Regions from separate parts of the Gossypium hirsutum genome. Here region 2 is linked to region 1. A link is a contact called in public Hi-C data. All regions are on one chromosome and are shown on one strand. The core of a region is the stretch at or near the end of the contact, and the rest is flanking DNA. Distances in the headings are between cores, read along the strand shown.

What was found. A called contact is a pair of places that touch in the nucleus more often than the background predicts.
Region 2: a Hi-C map of leaf shows a contact between it and region 1, with 4 times the contacts expected there. The contact joins the promoter of LOC107963018 here to the enhancer-like site in region 1. A contact is called at or near these places in 14 of 34 Hi-C or Micro-C datasets (anther, callus, fibers and 2 more).

The regions. Positions count from the first base shown.
Region 1 is chrA06:78,620,692-78,626,137 of Gossypium_hirsutum_v2.1, reverse strand. No RefSeq gene overlaps it. Among protein-coding and RNA genes, the nearest start is that of LOC121230430, 22 kb to the left of the region's middle. Within about 2 kb of position 3,602, at least 7 of the 9 cell types and tissues checked have an H3K27ac peak or open chromatin away from gene starts, as enhancers often do. A contact at or near this core is called in fibers and leaf, where this site is marked.
Region 2 is chrA06:78,963,834-78,969,230 of Gossypium_hirsutum_v2.1, reverse strand. It overlaps LOC107963018 (cysteine-rich receptor-like protein kinase 14), which reads left to right and starts at 1,311. Exons shown (of 1, transcript XM_016899619.1): 1 at 1,311-1,757. The coding sequence starts at 1,311. The coding sequence ends at 1,757. LOC107961698 (cysteine-rich receptor-like protein kinase 25) reads left to right here and starts at 954. Exons shown (of 7, transcript XM_016897772.2): 1 at 954-2,123; 2 at 2,200-2,334; 3 at 2,595-2,710; 4 at 2,881-3,091; 5 at 3,304-3,541; 6 at 3,687-3,835; 7 at 3,920-5,080. The coding sequence starts at 1,787. The coding sequence ends at 3,939. It also overlaps the pseudogene LOC107961697.

The sequences.
Region 1 (5,446 bases), core at 2,353-4,852:
GAATGCCCATATGACTATTCAGCTAGCTATGACTTAGTCTATAAATATGTAATGTATTTTACTTTGAAGAGGCTAATGAACAATTTATGAATTTTATCAACTTTGTGAGTTTGTTTTCAACTCTCAATATAATCCAAAGACTAGTTTGACTTATCAAGAATCTTTATGGCTTCATTCTATCTTTGTTTCTGAACTTCTCACTTTGATTTCCAAAGTGTGGCGTTCTAAGTTATACCGAGGTTCCTATCATTTTTGATAGCGGTATCTGTCTTTCATTTTCTGACTTAAGTGTCTCATAAGTAACGGGTTAGCACACCAACATTGTGTTAGTTCTTACTTTGACCCTTAACCGAATTCCATCCTAACATCTACCAAACTATCCATTATCCTACCGAACCATTTTGTACCTAGTTCTTTCCTTCTAAACAAACATTTCTCGAACAACCCTTAGCTTACTCGATTTACGATCGGGCAAACATTACTACTCAAATCTCAACCGAGGTGAGTGCGTATCAGAAGTTTACGCCATATAAGACAAATCAAAAGCTTTTGGGAATCAATTTAAAAAAAATGTAATATTTTGAGATTCGGTGCTCACAAAATTTTGTAATCAGCTTGTCTTTAATGCTAAACCAACACAATGGAGGTTAACTTATTTTTTTATGTACCATAAGATCCTCATATAATCTTGTTTCTTTTTTTCTTTTTCTAAAAAAACTTGACTTTTTTTAAACAACAGTGCTTCATGAAAACCCTTTCATCCCAGGTTGAAGTTTAGAGAGGAGGGAAAATAGTGCATTAAATTTTTATTAATTACAATAAACGAGATTGTATATTTAAATTAAAATATATTAAATTATTTTGTATTTTTTATAAAATTTGTAGATATTGTATTTTTAATAGATCTTCTAAAATATGATTATATTATAAAACTATGCGTTTTTTAATAAGATTATAAATTTATATTATTTAGCTTTTGCAAAAAAAATATTTTAATTATTTTTAAATAGACTTGCTCATGGGTCAGGTCACTCAGTCTGCCAAAAAATGAGAGGGTTTGGGTAAAATTAGGCCCGAAAAATAGGTTTGGACAAAAAATTAAGACTCGTTTAAAAAATAGGTTCAGCCTCGGGTACGACTTTTTTAACCCGAGCCGGGCCCAACCCAAATATGCAAAAAAAAAGAACTACTTTTTTACTGTTTTATTGCTGTTTTTTTTACTATTTTGTTGTTATTATATAACTATTGTTTTATTGTTAATTTTGTTACTATTTTAGAGACATTTACTTGTTAAGTTGCACCTATCTTGGTGTTATTTAAGTATACATATTTTCTTAATTTATTTTCAATTTATTGAGAAATATTTATTTTAATGTTTTTATATTTTTGATGTATTATATTTTAAAAAAAAAACAATAATACAAACAGACTAGGCCGACCTTGAACAAAATTGTAGGCCCATTTATAGGCAGGGCCTGGGCCTAAATTTTTTATTGGGCCCAGACCGACCCATGAACACCTCTAATTTTATACATAAAAGTAATATATATATATATATATATATATATGAAAAGTAGAGGCGATTTGAGGGGTAGGCAAGGGTGTTAGCCTCCCAAAAATGATAAACTTTAATTTAGTTATCTTACGAATAGAAAAATTATAAATTAATATATAGTAAAATTGTATTTTGGTCCCTCAAAATGAAAAAATTTCAAGTCAATCCTCTTATAAATAAAGAAATTATAAATTAATATATATTAAAATTGCATTTTAACCTCCTAAAAATAAAATAAAAATTCTATTTAGTCCCTTCAAAAATAATAAAATTATAAATTAATAATAAACTTATAATTTGATTTAAAGAAAAATTATAATTAAATTTTGATCCTATTAAAAAAGTTTTTGGATTCACTATTGTGTAAAAGGTAAATTAATTTATAGAAAAAAAGTAAATTAATTAAAATAAAAAATTAAATAAACATAATTAATTTTTTTAAAATATTTTAAAATTTAATTTATATTAAAATAGTTAAAAGCATTGTTGTACATATATCAATAGAATAATTAATTCACATGACATTTAGATATATAAGATATAATATAAGATATTATGCAAAGTTTATAATTTTAATTAGACATATTGTTAGGTTAATTAATCATATTTTTAATTTATTGTTGCTTTCAAATATTTAAGATTCATCATTTTACTTTACTCTTACCTTTAATTTTTGTAACATTTAAAATTACACATACCGTCTTGCCAAAAAAAAAAAAAACCATATACTACGGGTAAATTTCCCTTTCACCATGGACTCTCTCTGCGAAAAAAGAAAAAAAAAGATGATATTTCTAGCGATTCAAACAACAAGAAGGTTTGTTTCAAGGAGTCGACGTCTAGTATTGAAAATGTGATGGCTGTTGATTCAACACCGATTCCAACCTTGCCCTGGAAAAATATGGTTATGGGGAAAGGTTCCACCGTTTCTTATTGGGAGAGAATTAAACGCTACCAATACGACTTTTTCACTACTGGAAGGTGACGTTAAAAAGTTGATACTCAATGACATCCCCGCCATTGTGTTCTCAGATAGAGTAAAAAAATTATTAGTTAAAGACATGTCTACTTCTGTGATTCTCAAACTGTTGGGAAGGAATATCACAACACTACAAAATAAAGTTTATGGACTTTGGAGACCATTTCAACCCTTTCAAATGATGGATATAGAAAAATGGATCAAAATTCCAATATTCTGAAGACTATGAGAAGGTTTTATCACGGGGTCCATGGATTATCTTCGGGCAATACTTGACGGTTCAACCTTGGACTCTCTATCCTAGTAATGTCCTGGCTTGGATTAGACTCCTAGGATTGCCTAGCCATCTCTAACAAAAAGAGGTATTATGGAACTTGGGGGAATGGTGGGGAAGGTTACCAAATTGGATTTTAATACAGACAACCAAACAAGGGGTCAATACGTGCGAATGATTGTTTTTATCAATCTGGAGAAACCTCTTATCTCACAAGTCCTCATCAATGGAAATCTTCAACTAATCGAGTACAAAAGCTTATCGATTGTCTTCTTCTCGTGTGGACGGTATGGCCACTCCAAGGATGGTTGTCCGCATATACAAGCAACAGGGAACAAATCGGAAGAATATACTCTGACAATCGGAAATCCACAACCAGATGCAGACTTGACGACTAGAAGCGATGATTTCGGTCCTTGGATGCTGGTGGAAAGGAGATTCAGGTGTAACTCACGTGAATAGAACAAACATGGAATGACTGGAGAAGGGGAGAAATTTTCGGGGTCGAGATTTCATGCCTTATCTTTCAATTCTGATTCTTTAGGGAGTGGTTTCGGGATAAGGGACAGATATTCGGCCATGGAAAAAATGGGAAAGAAATTGTAAATGCAGATTTTGGGAAGATATTGTCAAGGTGAAAGAAATATGAAGTTCGATCTTGGGAAAGGTTAGTGGGTTCTTTAATTAACAAAAATTCTAATTCTATTTTGAATATTTCCAGGTCCAATGCTCATGACAAAGGCCCAAGCAAAACAGGTGGGCTATCGATTGGGCAGAGTTCTAGGTCCAGCAATGCGCCTGGGCCAAACGCACCTTTGAAGGACCATTTGATAGGTGGGGCGGTCCTACCCAACGCTGGGAAAATCGATACTACTGTTGACAATTCTGCTGGAATTCTTGATTGAGAAGTTGGAGATTTGGGCGATACAGTGCTTACAGTTCCTGCAGGTTTTAATGATAAAAAATTTTAATCCTGCAGTTGAATAAGTGGAAGTTGTGGCAGTGACCATAAATGAAAGCATTCTCAACTCTAACAATCATTCGACAATTACCTTCCAAGCAACCTCTAGCTCGACTTTAACTGGGACAACGGGCGTTAATAAAGCTGCTAAGTTGGGAAATACTTTTAACCCAGTTAATGGTCACGATAATGGTGGAAAAGCAAGGGATCCTAAGGGTGATTGGAAGATTAATAAAACTCTTAAGGGACCAAGTAATCATTTTAAGGCTATGGGGAGCTCACAAGCCTCTCTTGTTGGATCCAAGTTGAAGGCAGCAGATCTTATCTCCTCGGAGTTGGACGGTCAAGTTGCTAAGGAAAAAGTGACAAGAGAAACCGAAGGCTCGGATAGTACTGTCCATGCCGGACAATAAATATGTTATCTCCTTTTTTCAATTTTTATTATGAATTTATTCACTTTTTCTTGAAATGTGTAGGGTTGTGCGAATTCGAAATTTCCAAGAATATTTCGAGAATATAGTAATGAATTTAAACTAGATATTTTTAGCTTGCTTGAACCAAGGGTTAGTGGTCTTAAAGTTGATACTATTATTGCAAAATTAGGGTTGGAAAGAACTCATCGGGTAGAACCAGTTGGTTTATCAGGTGGTATTTGGCCAGGATGGAAGGAGTCCATTGATATAGAGGTGATCAGAAATCATCATCAATTTATTTTGACTCATATTTTGTCTATTCTTCAATCACGACTGATTTTTGTTGCTTTTTTTATGGTAGCCCAGATAGATAAAAAAGGAGGCTTCTCTGGAAGGGTTTACGGTTATCTATCCTTTCAGGTCATTCTCCTTGGTTGGCTTTGAGGATTTTAACGCCATTCTATCGGCAGAGTAAAAGAAGGGTGGCCAAGTGACAGGTCAAAGGTGTCTTTTTTTTTGTGATTCTGTTAACACTAATAAAGTCCATGATCTGGGGTTTAGAGGTTCCCCTTTCACTTGGCATCATGGTACTCTATTCAAGCATTTGGATTGGGCTTTAGGTAATGAGGCTTGGGTAGAGTTGTTCCTTAATTGTGTGGTGACTCATCTTCCAAGAATTAAATCAGACCATAAGCCTATTTTAATGTCTTTACAATCGAATATATCCCCTCCTAAAGGCAGACCTTTCCATTTTTTAGCTGGTTGGTTGGAACACTTGAATTTCCTGGAGTTCCTTTCGGATAACTAGAGTTTTGACGATAACATTTTAGGCTCTCTTAATCACTCACTGAAAGACTCAAGAACTAGAATAAATGTGTCTATGGGCATATCAATACTAAAAAAAAATAGTTGATTAAAAAATTAGCGATATTCAGTGCATTATGGATGTCTCTAGTTCTAATAACTTGGTACAACGTGAATTGGAAACTCTAGAGGAACTAGAAAATGTTCTTTATCATGAAGAGTTACTCTGGAAGCAAAAATCGAGATGTGACTGGTTGAAGTTAGGAGACAATAATACTAAGTATTTTCATAGGTGTAGGATTCAAAGGAGAAAATAAAATAGTATAACGAACTTCCGTAACTTAGATGGCAAATGGATTTTTGAACCTGAAACTCTTAAAATAGAGGCTATTACATTCTTCCAAAAGTTGTATGCTGAGGTTCCTGGTCCTACGGGGAATTTACTTACCATTGGCTATCC
Region 2 (5,397 bases), core at 62-2,561, 350 kb before region 1:
CTTCCACTTTAGTTCCGCCAGCATTTCAGTTGTATTTACCATTTTTTCATCGAAATGAACATACACTAACATCTGGTTATTCATCTTCAACAAAATTTGTTTCATTCACAATGAAACATTGATATTTCTTTGGTTTTTTTCTTTTAAACTATTAAAGAAAAAAAAAAGAAAAAAAACTCAACCAAAACAGACAAAAAAAATCAATATATAGCCTATTTGTGCCGGCAACGAAGATAGCCGGCACCCTAAAAAAATGTTCATTTTTTTCAAACATGGGTGCCGATAGATGGAAGGCCTACACCAAAAATATATATATTATTGATAAAATACTAGTGTCAGCAACTAGAAGGTTGACACCAAAGTTTTTTTTAAAAAAAATATTTTCTCTACAAAAGAATAACCGATGAGGCATGGGGAAGGCCGATACCAAAAAGAAGTTATTTTCTTACCCGGGTTTCAGTCTTGAGAAACACGGGACCAAAATTTTTTTTACCTACCACAAGTGCCAACATAAAAAAATACTGAAAGAATATTTGAGTTTTCTTTCCGGTGCCGACCATGTAGACGCCGCAAAAGTGAAATATTTTTTTTTAAACCTCAGCCCAATCAACAAGCAATCATTACACGGTGATTAACTTTGGTGCCAACCATCGGAGTGCCGGTATCGCTTGACACTATAGATTTCATGTAATTTTCATTATAGTTTTTCAATCTGGGTTATTTATATTTTTTGAATTATTTACGTAAAAAAAAGTCCAATATACTGCACTAATTAGCCCAACAAGAGTAATTACTCTGACAGGCAGGTAGTAAATTCAAGAAGCAAATGAAACTTGGAAAGGAAGTGGGAACTGTGGCAAAATACGTACCACAGAAAACGAGTTTGAATTTTCAAAACTGACAAAACCATCCAATTCAACATATACGAGTTTTCATAATGAATTAAGCGAAATTATTTTCCGAAATTTTGTTTGATAGGTAGACATTGACTTGGATTTGTCAAAAAGATAACCCGAAAACCAAGCTTCCTAGCATGGATTGAAGCCAGTGGTCACGCTCCGATTCATTGTCCACTAACTAGACCTACCTCACTCACACAGGTAACACTGAGGAATGGAAGTCTTAAGTTTCGAGCGACTTTTAACAGCTTAGACCTTTTTGCTTTAATGGGCGCTCTTGAATCTTTCTCCCACACCAGGCAAGGAAACCTAAACACAAATACTTCCCATCTCTGTCGAAACATATCTGGAATACTAAGTTCCCACTTCTTTTTTCTCGATTTTGGTTCCTTGAAATTATAGAATCTCAAAATGTGGATTAAACTTAAAGCTCTTTCTTCAATTCTCTCCCATCTGCTTATCGGCATTGCTCTCGTTGATGCTAACCTACGATGCTATGACACTGGTAATTTCACCCTTAATAGTACATATGGCAAAAACAGAGACCTTATTCTCGCTTCTCTCCTACCTAATGTCTCTGCAAATGGTGGTTTCTCTACTGCCAGTATCGGCCAAAACTCCAACAAAATTTGCGCTCTTGGTATGTGCAGAGGAGACTCTACTCCAAACGGTTGTTATACATGTCTCAATTCCTCAATCCAGGATCTCATAGCTAGCTGTCCCAACCGAAAGAAGCCCTTTCATGGGGAGCTGATCCTCCTTGTCTTGCACGCTATGCAAATCGCCCCTTTTTTGGAACCCTGGAGCTACAACCCACTGATGCAGGCTATAATACGGCCGACATCACTTCCAATTTAACTCAATTTGATACTATTTGGGAGAGTTTGATGGACAGAGTGGTGAGCAAGGCTTCCAGCGGGTCTTCTACTAAGTATGCAACCGGGGAAGCAGATTTTACAGCATTCCAAACGATACATGCACTTATGCAGTGCACTCCAGATTTATCACACAAGGATTGTGATTCCTGCCTAAGGCAATCCGTGAGTTACTATGAAAGCTGTTGCCGTGGAAAGCAGGGAGGTTATGTTCAGAAGCCTAACTGTTGGTTCAGATGGGATTTGTATCCTTTCTATACACGCAATGCTTCTACTGCTGCATCCTTATCTCCTCCACCTTCTCCTGCTAGTCCTCCGCCACTGTCAGTGAACTCTACAAGCAAGAAAGGTAACTACCTATCTGCTAGATGGCATGCTGGTTTCAGGAAGAAATTGATGTAAATGAAAAGTTGTTGCTTGTGCAGGGGACGGAGGCAGCCATTCATCCCATACCATTGCCATTATAATTGTTCCCATAGTCATCTTGGTGGCAGTACTTATCATACTTGCAGTTGCTGTTCTCCTTAAAAGGATAAAAAAAACAAAGCGGGATGATCAAAGTAAGTTGGTCTTTGATTTTCTTTTCTATAGTCCTAACTTGACTACTTAGCCAAAGATCGACCCCTTGCCATGTTTATGCATTGTTTCATACTTCTTTAGAAATCATATACCGATTATGTAAATCTAGAAACAAAAAAAAAAAAAAAAAGAAACACACACGCGCACACACACAACAGGATGTGGTTAGCTTTAAGTAGCTTTGATGCTTTCCTCTCCTATTCATTTGCTATAACTTAATTGATTCTTTGTTATGCTGCAGATAACAAGACCCATGGGGAATCATTGCAGTTTGGCTTTAATGCTGTAAGAGTTGCAACAGACAACTTCTCAGACGCCAACTTGCTTGGACGAGGGGGATTTGGTTCTGTTTATAAGGTAATTCATGATTTGGCCTCTGAAAATTTCTAATATCTCAATGAAGGAAAAAAAAATACAGAATGACTGAATTTATGAAATTGAAGCCTCCAGTTTGATGGCTTCCAACAAATACTAGGAAATAAACATTGGTGTTTGCCATCATTCTTCTTTGTTCCAAATACCACCAGGGTCAGCTTGAAGACGGACGAAAAGTAGCTATCAAGAGGCTGTCTGAAAGTTCGGGACAAGGAGAACAAGAATTCAAGAATGAAGTTATGTTATTGGCAAAGCTTCAACACAGGAATTTGGTTAGGCTTCTTGGTTTAAGCTTTGAACAAAAGGAAAGGATTCTCATCTACGAGTTTCTGCCTAACTCAAGCCTTGATAACTTTATATTCGGTGGGATATCGATCCTTTCAAACTATACCTATTGAATTCTTGTTGATTTATTAGGTTGCCTGTCTTGGCAGAATACAGTTCAAGTTGTGTTATATTGGTGAAAAGTTTCAGAACTCTGGTTTTGACTATTCGGTTCATGACTAATCACATGAGTATAAACATTTTGAATTCTGAATGTGCATTTAAGTCCTAGAATTTTTCTAATTTTGTAGATCCAGTAAAGTGTTTACTACTAAATTGGGAGAAGAGGTACAAAATTATAGAGGGAATAGCTAAGGGACTTCTTTATCTTCATGAAGATTCTCAGTACCGAATCATCCATCGCGACTTAAAACCAGCCAACATATTGTTAGATGAAGAGATGAATCCTAAAATCTCAGATTTTGGAATGGCGAAATTGTTTACTGTTGATCAAACTCGAGCTGACACAAGCAAAGTCGTCGGGACCTAGTAAGTATTAAGACGGATCTGTTTGTATATGTTATTTGTTGACTTTGTGATATCTAAAACTCAAAGATCCTAAGTATTAGCACTTCTTCTAGAGGATGTTTTAGCTACCATTTAAGTTCATTCATTAAGATTTATTTATCCACAGTGGATACATGGCTCCTGAGTATGCATGGCATGGACAATGTTCAGTTAAATCCGATGTTTACAGCTTTGGAGTATTGGTTTTGGAAATCATTAGTGGTAAAAAAATCAATAGCTTCTCCAACCAAGAAGTGGGAGACTCTTCTAACCCATGTAAGCTGCATACAGTGGTTATCGTATTACTGGATTAGAATTTGCTAACACACAATGTAAGTTCACATTCCTCGAGTTTTGCAGGCATGGAGAAACTGGAGTGAAGGAACTCCTTTGGAAGTAGTAGATCCAATCCTGAGGGATGGCTCCAGAAGTGAAATAATGAGATGTATCCATCTTGGGTTGCTTTGTGTTCAAGACAATATTGATTCTAGACCAACCATGGCCTCTGTTGTTCTCGTGCTTAGTAGCTATTCCATATCACTGCCAGTGCCATCAAGACCTGCATTTTCCATGCATTCCACCTTGGAGACAGAAACGAAGTCTCAGTCATCATCACTCTCCAATCAATCTAAACGAGAAACCATTCAAGTGTCAGTCAACGAGGCTTCAATTTCTGAACTAGATCCTCGGTGAAGTTCTAACATGGTACCTAGTACTTGCATTGCTTAGTTTCTGAATCTTTGTCTAGATACTCAATGCTTCTTTGATATAAATAAACGTAGTAATAATTAACAAAGAAGCTTCAAATTAGAACCTTTCCATAGAATTAATGGAAGAACAGTTTACATCAATTTTCTTTTCAAAAGAATGGACTCAACTTGCTACCGAGGGTAAAATTCGGTGATAGATACATCATTTGTTGAGCATTGGAACTTCCTTGTTGATTGATCCAATCCCATCTCTTCTCCTGAGGTGCTTCCTCTTGTCTTTGTTCCTAAAAAGAAGGCAGGTTGTTGTGGTGCTGGTAAAGTAATAGCAGAACTGCTAAGCATGGGAACAATTCTAGCCATGGTCGGCCTTGACTTTGGATTTTGTTGGACGCACAGCAAACCAATCTGAATGCACCTAATGACTTCATCACTCACATAAGAATCTCTTAAAGTCGGATCCATTATCTCCAGCGGCCTCCTCTCTGTCAATATCTCCAAGCCTGTAATGATCCCAACATTGGTGCTTTATCACTTTATAGGAAATTATATGATGAAATTGAAATTTCATGCTGGACCTACATAGCTCAGAAGGTTCTCAGAACTTTCAGGATTATAGAAACTGGTGTTCGTTTTGCCACCAACAATTTCAAGCGTCAACACGCCATAGCTATACATATCGGATTTGAAAGAGAATATCCCATGCAATGCATATTCTGGAGCAATATAACCACTAAGACGAGGGTATTTATTAGTATGCTTATGTTGACTAAAACAGGAAATTTTATGGAATTTTCCCGAAACATAGACTTTATTTATCAGTTGTTGAAATAAAGATTATGGGATGGGAAACTTACTATGTCCCAACAATCTTCTTGGTATATTCGAGGTTGTGGTTTTCTTCAACAATTCTAGCCATTCCAAAATCTGATATTTTGGGATTCATATCCTCATCCAACAAGATATTGCTAGGTTTGAGATCACGATATACAATCTTGAGCCTTGAATCTGTATGAAGATATAGAAGTCCACGAGCGATTCCTTTTAATCTTGAGACGTGTTGGCCAATCTAATTGTTTCTGCTTCTCAGTATCTGCATACAAGACGGCATCAAGACTATGGAACTGACAG